Linked DNA regions of Ovis aries: region 1 is linked to region 2. The links are chromatin contacts, called in public Hi-C maps. All regions are on one chromosome and are shown on one strand. Each heading gives the region's core, a stretch centred on a gene start, on an enhancer-like site or on the middle of the called end of the contact. The rest is flanking DNA. Distances are from core to core; before and after follow the strand shown. Region 1 has its middle 29 kb from the start of FOS. Region 2 overlaps TMED10 (transmembrane p24 trafficking protein 10).

Region 1 (6,264 bases), core at 1,090-3,589, 130 kb after region 2:
ATTTGGTGAAGACATGGGCGGCACACGCACAAATTCCTTGAAAAGTCACGTCAGAAGACAGCATGGCTGGAGAAAGAGCCCTGAGCCAGAAGAGGGCGCTCTTCAGTGAAACAAAGCTTGATGTAAGAAACCCCCAGGATTTTCTGCAGGATTGGGGATTGAGAATCTGCATCCCTAGGCTTTGCATTTGGCTTTAGGATTTAGGAGGTCAAGTCATTCTATTCTAAATTCTTATATCTAAACCTACCTTCACTCTAGTATCCTAACTAGGAAAAGAAGCTAAAATGTAGTTTCTCTAGTTCACGTTCTCTTAATGCTTTAGGCACTTAGTAGAGATGTCATTATTTTTATTTGGGAAGGCAGAGCTTAAAAGAGCAACCACCTATCAGATCTCATGATTTTGTGCGTCAGGAATTAAGACAGGAATTGGCTGGGAAATTCTTCTGCTCAGTATGGCAAAGATGGATGTCCTTGGTGGTATTCAGCTGGGGGATGGGCTGGCCTGCAGGGTCTGAGATGGCTTTACTCATATGACACCTAAGTTATTTAACATTTTATGTGGTTAATGTCTGTCTCCTTTACTAGTCCAGAAGCTACCAATGGATGGGAACTGTGTTTATTTTTTGTCTATCATTTTATCCTTAGTGGCTGGCGCAGTGCCTGGCCAGCTTAGACTTAGTAGATAGCATTTGTTAAATGAATCAATGATGTAATTCTTTTATAAAAAATTAATTTGGGGTTGTACTGGGTCTTTGTTGCTGTACATGGACTTTCTGTAGTTGCAGCAAGCGGGAGCTACTCTGTCGAGGTGCTAGGGCTTCTCATTGTGGTGGCTTCTCTTGTTGTGGAGCGCAAGCTAGGCTCTGGGTGCCTTGGGCTCAGTAGTTGTGGCAAACCAGCTCAGTTGCTCCAAGGTATGTGTCATCTTCCCAGATCAGGTATCAAACCAGTGTCCCTGGCATTGACAAGCAGATTTTATCCACTGTACCACCAAGAAAGTCCAAGTAATTCTTTTTTTTTTTTTTGCCACAGGCTTGTGGGATCTTTGTTCTCTGGCCAGGGATCGAATCCAGGGCCCTGGCAGTGAAATTGATGAATAGCAGTGAAATCCCAACTACTGGGACTGTCAGGAAATTCCCAGTGATGTTATGCCTATAAAAAGTGTCAGGATCCTTGAGAAAAAGGTACAGGTAGGAGTTACTGATAATGATGATGATAGTAGCTCAGTAAGTGCCAGGACTGAGCTAAATACTGTCCAACCTGCCTGGTTGGCATTGTTTACCCCCGTTTCACAGATGAGGAGCTGACATGCCTTCAAAGGCTGAAACGAGAGATATGTTTTATGTCACAAATGAGAGGATGCAGGGTAAACTCAGGTGCCCTGGAGGTCAAGCAAGTTATTAAAAGGAGTCATTTGAGAGATAAAGACCGGGGGATGAAACAACCAAAGGCTATCAGGTATGTTTTCAAATTAGTTCAAACAATGTTCCAGATCCCTGCTTCTGCATTATCCAAATAATAGAGGCAAAACCTTCTCCCGTGATGAGGCAAAGATTCACCTGGGTGTCTATCATCACATTCACTTAAACTCTTCCTCAAAATCCACATGATTGTTTCTTCTTCATCCTGGATTTATTCATTTTTGTTGTTTCTGCACAGCTAGAATGTTCTGCCAGCATGTTGTAACACTTCCTTCATTTGATCAAAGAACAGGTTGGCCTGTTATCATGAGCAGAGCGTCACAAAGCAACATGGGTTAGTAACAGTGCCCTTGATTGAAATTGCCTGCGGGGTCAGAGTATTAGTGGATTATCTGAGGCCCAGGCTTCTTGTGGGCTCTGTCTTGTAGATCTTGTTACTATGACGGGGGAATACCCCAGGTTGCCAGGAAATTCCTGTCAGGGCAGGCTACTGACTTCCCTGCACCCCAGGGATTCTAAGCCCAGCCCCCTGAATCCAATCAGCAAAAGAGCTGCCTCAAACTGACAAGCAAAACGAAGCCCAACAAAAGCAGCTGGAGCTCAGACAGACTTGGGTGAGGCTGGGAGGGGAGTCAGGTCTGGCGTCATCCAGGCTCTGGGCCAGGCTGTCGTCATGGTGACGGCCAGCTGGTTTACTAGCGGGCAGCAGAGCCAGCTCTCTGCAGGGGGGAAGCCTGAGTAGGGGGCTCCCCCTGGGGGTGCTGTGCTTCTCCAAGTAATAGGAACCTGTGGAAAAGGCATGATCCCTTCCAGAGAGAGGCGTCTTCTCACAGCAGCCAGGCAGGCTGCCTGGGGTTGTGGGACGGCGGTGGTGGCAGTGGGCTTAGGGAGGCTGGCCAGCCTCAAAGGGAGGGAGGCGGCCACTGAATCAGCAAAGAGGCCTCTGGAAAGGCTGGAAGGCTTTCCGGGCAGAAAGGATTTACAGCTGTGTTAGCTTTCTGGGCAAAACATGAATTGAAGTAGATCACAGAGTTCTTTACAACAACAACAACAAAAAAACACAAAGAAACGATACATACACAAGAGCAGCCAGTGGAGAAGAGAAAGGCTTTTGGGAGGCTCAGAGGTGGCACATGAAAACGTTTTATGTCCTTCTCTGGGAGCTTTTTATCATTTTCTTCTTCTTCAGTTCTGATGATCACAATTTAAGTCATTATCTGGAGGAATGAACAGCTTTCAGTGAAAACAAAACATAAGAAAACCTCTGTTGTGTCAGGCAGGGCTAAAAAGATGTTCACGTCCATGAGAGTGAATTACTTCAGGGTACAGAAGAGACTCCCTTTCTGGCTAAAGTGTGACATCAGCTAAAATCAATGCGATGGAGGAAAGAATCTTGGTACCTTCCTCCAGACATCTTGCTGCAAAAGTGTCTGTCATACGAAATACTGTATGGTTCCTCTCACGTGATGTGTTCAGAGCAGTCACTTCACAGAGACAGAGTAGAAGGGTGGTCGTCAGGGGCTAGGGGCGGGGAGATTGGGAGTTAACGGTTTCATGAGGATGGAGCTGCAGTTTGCGAAGATGAAATGAGCTCCGGAGGTGGTGATGGCATTTGGCCAAGGAGGTACTGAAGGCCATTGAATTGTACACTTTAAAATGGTCAAACTGGTAAGTTCTATGTTATGCATGTGTGTGTGTCAGTCACTTAGTCATGTCCAACTCTTTGTGACCCCAGCCCACCAGGATCCTCTGTCCATGGGGATTCTCCAGGTAAGAATACTGGAGTGGGTTGCCATTTCCTTCTCCAATGTTATGCATATTTGACCATATACATATATATACATTTTAAACTGTCTGTCAAAGACTGTCTCCTTGTTGTACCCGGTAGTGTCATTCGCTTGGAGGCTGACCCCCAGGGCTTGTTGGCTCAGCTCTCTGAGCCTTTGCTGTGTCATCCATTAAGGAGACATAGCCATCTTCAGCCAAAAGGGAAGAATGGACATGAAGGCATTTAGCAAACAGAAATCCACCACAAGGACGTGAAATGTGATTAAGATATTATTTCAAAATTCATTTTTGATGTATCCAAATGCCAAGGGGCAAGTTGAAAGGAGAAAGGGGGAGCCTTGAGGAAACTAAGGACAGAATTATATTTGGCAGTTAGAGGAACTGGAAAAAAGCCCAAATATTTTAGGAGAGGAGAAGAGAATTTTGGGCTCATTCTCAGAGGCCAGAAGGTATGACCAATTTGGACGGTCACAGCAATTTAAAATACTTCTCCCTTTTGCTCTGCTTAAATTGAGAAACCAGTTAAGCCCACCCATCAGGAGGAAATGAAATGAAACAATGTCAAAACATCACCTCTCAAATTTCACGAAGGGAAATGGTGCAGTTACAACACAATGCTGGGTGGGAGTTTGTGGGATCTCGAACCGAAACACGTGGTGGAACTCAAGTCACAGAGAGTCCCAGTAACTGTCAACAACTAACTCAAAGCAACTTTTTTCTTCCATTTAAAGAAATACACTTTTCACCACCATTACCACTTACCCAATATATGTCCTATTAGCATAAATTAGCATATGCCAGGCACTAATGTAAACTCGGTACATACGTTCTCTTTTCATTTGTTGTAAGAACCTGGCAAAGCAAATCTTTTTTTATAGATAACAACTTGAAGCGTATGTCCGGAATCTGTTCTTTCTGGTTCTTTATTTCCTCATCTATAAAGTGAGAATAAAGTTATAGCTAGAGAAGAGTAGAGGCTTGCTTCAAACCACACAGCTGGGAGGTGGTGATGTCAGGATTTGAGCTCCCACTCATTTGACCCCAAAGCTCTGCACTAGAATACACTGAAAAGTCGTGATTACTGAGCAGCTTATGAAACAAAACTGGTAATGAATATTTTGCTCTGAGAGCAACTAGAACAAGGAATGGGTAAATTGCTTTTTTGTGACATTGTGTGATATCACTTCAACACAGGAGGAAGAGCCATGAGCATTGTGGGTCATCAGGGATGTGGCTTTAATGGTGGATGAAACCACCGAGCACAGAATATGAAACAATGCTTGGCTGTGTTATGTATGTGCGTGTCATGTGTCCTGCATGTTTCGTTTCATCTATATTGTATGGTGCACGGGTTACGGATTGTGCCTTCAGTCATTTGTGTTGTCTGTGTGTGTATGTGATGAGTGTATTATGTGTAAGTGAGGGAGACGCGCATGATAACCAGTTTCTTTAACACTGTAGACAAGACATTCCAACAGCCAGCACGAACTTGGTGCTCATTCTGAGCTAGGCGCTCTTCTTATTGCTGTGCGTATAATAACTTGTTCATCCTCACAACAGTCCTTTGCAGTAGCTGGTAACATATCCTCATGTTATGCAGGAGGATCGGAGGCATAGAAAGATCAATTAAGTTGCTCCAGACCCCCTGGAGAGTAAGAAGTGGAGCTGGGATTTGAACTCAGGGAGACTGGCTTCAAATTCTGTGGTTTTTAAATTCTTTCCTTAATCGGTGCCCCTAGATCACCACATGAGAATGGATAGATTCTCTGGATGGAGAGCCTGTGGACAACGTGAACACACGTGGCCAAGATAATCCTCCTAAATCAAATGTTAGCCAAGGTGAACCTACTGTTTCTGGCCTTGTTGTGTTACGTGTGATTCCTATCAATTTAATAATTATTAAGAATTGAAATTAAAAGATGCTTGCTCCTTGGAAGAAAAGCTATGACAAACCTAGACAGCATATTAAAAAGCAGAGACATTACTTTGCCAACAGAGGTCCATCTAGTCAAAGCTATGGTTTTTCCAGTAGTCATGTATGGATGTGAGAGTTGGGCCATAAAGAAAGCTGAATGCTGAGGAATTGGTGCTTTTGAACTGTGGTGTTGGAGAAGACTCTTGAGAGTCCCTTGTACTGCAAGGAGATCCAATAGTCAATTCTAAAGGAAATCAGTCCTGAATATTCATTGGAAGGACTGATACTGAAGTGCCAATACTTTGTCCACCTGATGTGAAGAGCTGACTTATTTAAAAAGACCCTGATGCTGGGAAAGATTGCAGGCAGGAGGAGAAGGGGACAACAGAGAATGAGATGGTTGGATGACATCATGGACTCAACCAACATGAGTTTGAGCAAGCTCTGGGAACTGGTGATGGACAGGGAAGCCTGGCCTGCTGCAGTCCATGGGGTCACAAAGAGTCGGACATGAGTGAGCAACTGAACTGAACTGAAGAATTGAAAAGAAGGTTGAAAAAATCTTATAGACAAAATGGTTTCATTGATTTGTTCTCTCTAAAAACTGGGGGCCGCCTGGAGATGATCAGTATCTATGGATAAGATGTTCTCTAGGGCATGAGAATTGTCAGTGATTTCTTTGAGATAGGATGGCATTTCCCCTCTTGCCTTTCTCCAACTGTCTTCCTGGGGCCTGTCACTTTCAAGTTGAGAATAGTAGAAAGGGGTCTTGATGGTAATGCCCATCAAGGTGGAGAAGGAGTCTGAGTCTGTTACTGTAGCAACATAAAGGAGATGATTAATCATCCATTCATCTAGCCATTAATCCATCGAGCAAACTCTCAGTGTTGAATGAGATAAAGTAGTTCTTTTTGTGGAGGATCTATTCCAGTGGAGAAAACAGACTTCAAACAAATGAATAAACAACAACAACAACAAAAAATACACGTCCAGATGGAGATAAGGCTATGAACAAAATAAAGCAGGAAAAGAGGGGAGTGACTAGAGTGGGAGTGTAGGCATATTTTAGATAGTGTGGCCATAGCCCATTAACTGAGACTCTGCAAAGAGATTAATCCAATTGCACAAATAATCTGATTA
Region 2 (5,764 bases), core at 1,836-4,335:
TTCTTCAGCGAAGGTCAGAAGGTCAACAACATGCCAAAATAAGTCCAGAAAAGACTGCCAATCTTAGGACTAAATGAATGAAATTTAGAAAGATCCTATTCACTCTGTCATAGCCATGTGGCAGCTTCTAGGTGGGGTAGAAGGGAGCTAAAATCTACTGAACTGATCGCCTATGTGTCAAGTAGCTTACCCATGTTATTTCATTTAAGCTATGTCAAGAAAGGGCTTTTGGATCTAGTATGTAGAACCAGAGTTCCTCCTTCATGAGGGCATTCAGAGAAACAGCTTTTGAAAAGGCTTCAGCTGATGCTTCAAAAAGTGCAACTGTGTTTTTGGTGTATCTGTTGGTAGCAAATGGCATACTAATAGAACATTTAGGCAAAAAATTATTTTAGTTGTGCTGAAAATACAGACATCTAAGCAAGAAGGGACATACACAGCCCAGTGAGTTATGTCAGACAGCTCCTTCCTGGTGGGATAACTGCCTTTATTCCCACAACTGTAAGATTAGATAATAAGTCCCTGCAAACAGCTGTTCTAGCTCACAGACCACAAACTAAAAAGAAATGGCTCGATTCACATACTGATTCTACCAAAATGGGACCCTCTTAGGGGCAAAAGATAGTGGTGAGAGATCCTTAAAATCTATTGGAGGGAATTAAAAATGTTTTATTTCTGAGGAAATATGCATTCTTTCTATTTAAAGATTTCAAACTACAAAACTACATTTCTTTACAAAATGTCAACCACTCTGCCTTCAAATAATGTCACCTTACATTTGTCAAATGTAATTTGACAATGTAATTACAAATTACATTTGTTTACATAGCAATTCACACGCGTTAATTCACTAAACCTCCATAACAATTTGGCAGGTAGTGTGGTTCTCTGTCCAGGTGTTTAGACAATGATTACTACTTAATTGTACAGGACCATGTGGGATTTCAGAATTATGAAGTCCACAACTGTGAGGCAGAGTGATGTTCGATGTGAAAAAACATTAAAAGAAACATGCCACCTTCCTGAATTCAAACACTGATGCCAAAGGGCCCCACTCCTCTGGAGATAAAGCCTTGCCCTCGCCCCCAGGGCCTGAAGTTAAATGCCTCAAAACCTCTACATATGTCCAGTGCTCTCTGCTAATAAACTACACAGCAAGTGCTTCTATCATCCATGTTCCTGTCCCAGGCACTGGACGAGCGACAACTAAACAGCCATTTCTGAGCAAGGTTCAAGGGAGCCGGCCTAGCTCTGGCCTGAGAAATGGGCCGGTCTTTGGCCTGTGTCATAATCACATGTCATCCTCTGTCTCAGTTTGATCTGCTTTTTGATTGAGGGGTGGGGGAGTGGGGAGGTAGGTCACTGAAGAAAGTAGTGGGAGGAGTTTCTTGGTTAAGAAAGAGAATTTTGAGCTGTGTTGTAACCATGTGCGTAAAGAAGGGCTTAGGACGTGCTAGGCTGCTGAAGCAGGAAGCAGCAAAGGAAGCACCGTGGTTTCCTTTCTGCTAGGGATTCCCCTCTTGGGTTAAGTAAAAGGTCAGGAAAGATAAAGGCCCTTTCCTAGTGTCAACAAAGTCCAAGGATGATGGAAATTCCAGGTGTCGGGGTATGGGGGTTCTAAAATGCCATACGGTGGATGTACACATCACTGTACATGTAAACTCAGAATAACACTGTCTGCTTTAGAGAAGCAGCAGCTATATCTAGCATCTAATCTGAGGGTGAGAATATAACAGCAGTATTCAAAAACTGCAAATTCTTTTACCTATTCTTCAACATCATAATAATACAACATTTTTCTTAGTGTTTTATATCATACAACAGTGCTTTAACTTATTAAATACAATTAGGATTCCTCTGACTCATAAAAGTTTAAAAGGATTTTTCAATTTACTCTTGCCGTTCATTGAACAAAAAAGCTCTTGGCTTTATTTCTTTTAATTAAACTAGCCTGGAGACAGAAACAAGCCAACCAAAGTCTCTATCAGGAATTGCCTTCCATTCACAACTGCATCACTTGCTCCGATATACTGCCTACAAATAATTCAGTCCAGTTTTGTTCAACTGAACACATGAACTAAGAAAAAAGAGGAGAGACCTGGAGAGCCACAATTACTGTACTACTACTTCCTGTTGCAGAGCCAGCCACTGGCTTCCAATCCTCTTCCATTTTAGGATATTTCCCTTCCAAATTCTGACCAAAGATAGAATAACCTCTCCTGTTCCACCATTCCTAGAAAATTCTCTTAAATCACTTAAAGCAACTTTCCTTTGTTTATTCAGTTTACATTCTTCAAAATCCATTTATACTTCCTGTAGCCCATCTCTTCTATATGCCTTTAGGTACTTTCATAAAAAGACTGACCTCGGTAAAAACACTCTTATCTTTTCTGTAAAGATCAATCCTCCAGTCTTAAATAGGTCTTGTGGTTTTCACAGGTAGTCTTCATTTAAAGAAGCTGTGCTGCCCCCAGAGTCTCTCACAATAGCTTAAAAGAGCCCAGTCCCCCTCCCCTAATTCTAAGCACACTTCCAGCTCCCTACCACCCAAATAAACGCCTATTTTTACTACAATACATGCTGTCAGCAAAACTCCAAGTCTCTTGTAGTTTTCTTCTTCCATCTTGCTCTCTTTTTGAAAAATTTGAAATTATTTTAATTAAAAGCTACTTTTGATTATTGTGTTTTTTCAAAAACAACACAATTGTTCAAGTCTAAACAGCACTGAATCTAAATATACACATAGCTGTCAGTCTGGGAATAAAAACCATACGAATTTAAAAAAAATCACTTTTCTTAACCTTGAACATCAACATTAATGAATTCTAGCTTTTAGAAATTCTAAATATATATCTGGTTTCTGTCTCAAAAGCACTGCTGGCATGTGCTTGAGTGTTTTATCATACCAACACTTCTATGGGACGGTTGGTCCAGTCATTTGGCTGACAGCACAGCCAGAATTATTGTTCAAGGCTGTTAACACAACTTTTTTATATCAAGCTGGCTGTCACATGACTGCTGAGAAAACCACAGCCTTCTGGGCAAAGCACAGCCTGCTGGCCTGACTAGGTCACAGAAACCTCACGGAATGGCAAGCTACTGCCTCCACTGGCTGTTAAGCAGGACGTACCTCTTCGTAATTTTTCGCTTCCACTCCATGCTTCATGTCTAGGATCACGAGTTGGTCAGGTATCCGCCCTGTTCCTGAGAAAGAAATCAAAGGGTTCATTGTGAGGAATATTTAAAATTCCGGGAAATCACCCACCCGCCCTCCCTCTCCCTAACCCCTACCCTCTCAATAGAGGGAAACAGTCACAACTCCTCCCCCTACTCAGCTGCAGAAAATTCCTGGCTCTGGCTAAAAATCACAAGCATTCCAGACAAAGCCTCTATGTGTGGGGGGTGCCAGAAAGCGACAAGAACATGCTGCTGGCAAACATCTCTGAGGGAGCAGGACACACGATCCTGCAGCTGGCAGAACAGGAACAGAATGGGAGAGGAGAGCACACACAGGCTCACTGGTTAGGAAACCCACTGTGGGGCACAGACCGGCAGGCAGTGGGCACCCACGCAGGCTGCTCAGGCACAGTTCCACATCTGAAAAAAGACGACCTGCCAAATTCTGAGAGAAGGATTACTAGGTATATGCTGAGCTTGGATTACTTAACACAAATATGAGTACTGAAAAGTACACAGGATTTGTCTACTAGTCCACTTATTTCAAAGGTTTTGGTCAATGTAAGGCCATTTCAATAGGTAAATAAAATGGTACAGGACTATCCCCACAAAGCCCCTAGAGGAGCCCAAGAAGAAACTTAATAGTAAGAATACAATTCTCAGGAGTACTTCTTACAAACAGAAAAGTCCATTTGGGATATAGTAGGACCAACAGAGCAATGTTCCCATGAGAAATGGTAATCTGATCAAAAAGAATTCTACTCTTATCAAGTAGGAGAAAGGGAAAGATTACAAAGGGCCCCAGAAAACTGCTCAGTACTCATCCTGTAAAATTCACCTGATTACTTATAAAACTAACAACTACCTGCATGAAATCAGGAGTTCTGGGAAACAGTGCCACTTAACCATTGTGGTTTCTGAGACCATAAGCCATAGAGAACGGTACTGTACCCTGAGAAACACTGGAGGTTTTCTGAAACATCAATTCAAAAAACAACTCACTGAGAACTCCCAAGGTGCTAGGACTGTGGTGGTGACTGCAATCTGTGCCTTCAAATAATCTGATGGGCATCTAAGACACAAATATGCATAATAGCACAGTGAAATACAAAGGAGTCTAAAACTTTAAGGAGAAAACCAAACCAAAAATGGTTCAGATAATCCTGGCTATTGAGCAAAGGTTAGAAGAGGGAAGAGATTAGCTGTGGACAGACATCAACACCTGAATGCAGATAAAGAAAGTATCTAGGCAGAAGGGAACACATGGGCAAAGACTCAGCTATTGAAAGGAATGGAGGACTTCCCTGGTGGGTACAGTGGATAAGAAACCGCCCGCCACAACTAAAAAGTAGTCCCCACTTGCCTCAACTAGAGAAAGCCTGCGAGCAGCAACAAAGACTCAGCACAACCAAAAACAAATAACCAGGAAGGAAGAAAAGAGTGTAGCACGTTTAAAAAAGACAGTAGAGACGTTCTTTTGGATAAACTGGACATATCAAGTTGAAAGCAATAAAGTAAGACTGAATAGGTAGGATCAAGAAACTAAGCCCTGGTGGTCCAGAGGCTAAGGCTCTGCACTCCCAACAGGGGACCCTGGTTTAATCCCTGGTCAGGGAACTAGATCCCGCACGCCACCACTAAGAGTTCACATGCCACCACTAGAAAGTCTACATGCCGCAACAAACACTGAAGATTCCAAAACTAAGGCCTGGTCAAATCAATAAACAAATACTAGGGAGAAAAAAAAGAAACTAAGCCAAATCACAGAGCCCTTCTGAGCATTAAACCAATTAGGGTTCTAAGAACAAAAGAAAGCAAAACAAAAAAGGGACCCTCATAGAGGTCTCTTCTCCCAAATCCAAGTCTTTTGCTTCTTTTTCCTCATTTAAAAGTGAAATCCAAGCAGCTCATAGCTCCATCTGCTCCAAATGATCAAGATACTCTCCTAACAGACTTCTCCCACAATCTCTCTGTCACAGCACAGCTTTAGCATTATTCAAACACAAGAGAAACCACAAAACCACAGACCATCGGAGTCAGACCATGCAGTTTCTTGCACAGAATAGCCAGCCTATCCCCTTAGCTGACATCATGGCTCTAAAGGGTCTCCTTTGTAAAAAGACCTGTTAGTAATCTCTCTTTGTACTTGCCTGGCAAATGGACCATCTTTTAAAAGGTGCTCCAAAGACCACGGGTCTTCATATCAGAATAAACAAATGGATAAACACAAATAAAACTAGAAATTCAGTGTTGACTATGTGTGTGTATACACGTTTATGTACATATATATATGTATATATGTACACAGTTTAAAACTAGTTCCTAGGCATTTACATGCATGGCATCAGCATATAAGAAATTTAAAACAAAAGATCTTTGCTTTCAAAGAACTCAAAATTGGGAGTGTAAAATACACACATAAGACACTTAAACAACACAAGGTTGTGTGTGTGAGATACATGTATCTCCAGTAGTAAGTGATGCGCTATTCGGAAGAAGCCATAGTTACCCCCTTGCTATTTCTGAGACATGCTCAGCATCTCAAGGTGCTTGCTTTTTCCCCAAAGCCCTCATGACCATCTGACTT

Evidence for each region. Hi-C and Micro-C count contacts between places; a contact is called where the count stands out from the background.
Region 1: a contact with region 2 is called in a Hi-C map of hypothalamus, with 4 times the contacts expected there. The contact joins two enhancer-like sites. A contact is called at or near these places in 16 of 16 Hi-C or Micro-C datasets (blood, hypothalamus, liver and 7 more).

Annotation. Positions count from the first base shown.
Region 1 is chr7:84,597,507-84,603,770 of ARS-UI_Ramb_v3.0, forward strand. No RefSeq gene overlaps it. Among named protein-coding and RNA genes, the nearest start is that of FOS, 29 kb to the left of the region's middle. Within about 2 kb of position 2,340, at least 29 of the 54 cell types and tissues checked have an H3K27ac peak or open chromatin away from gene starts, as enhancers often do. A contact at or near this core is called in hypothalamus, liver and tail adipose tissue, where this site is marked.
Region 2 is chr7:84,462,851-84,468,614 of ARS-UI_Ramb_v3.0, forward strand. TMED10 (transmembrane p24 trafficking protein 10) reads right to left here. Exons shown (of 5, transcript XM_004010798.5): 3 at 3,131-3,204. Among named protein-coding and RNA genes, the nearest start is that of NEK9, 16 kb to the left of the region's middle. Within about 2 kb of position 3,086, at least 47 of the 54 cell types and tissues checked have an H3K27ac peak or open chromatin away from gene starts, as enhancers often do. A contact at or near this core is called in hypothalamus, liver and tail adipose tissue, where this site is marked.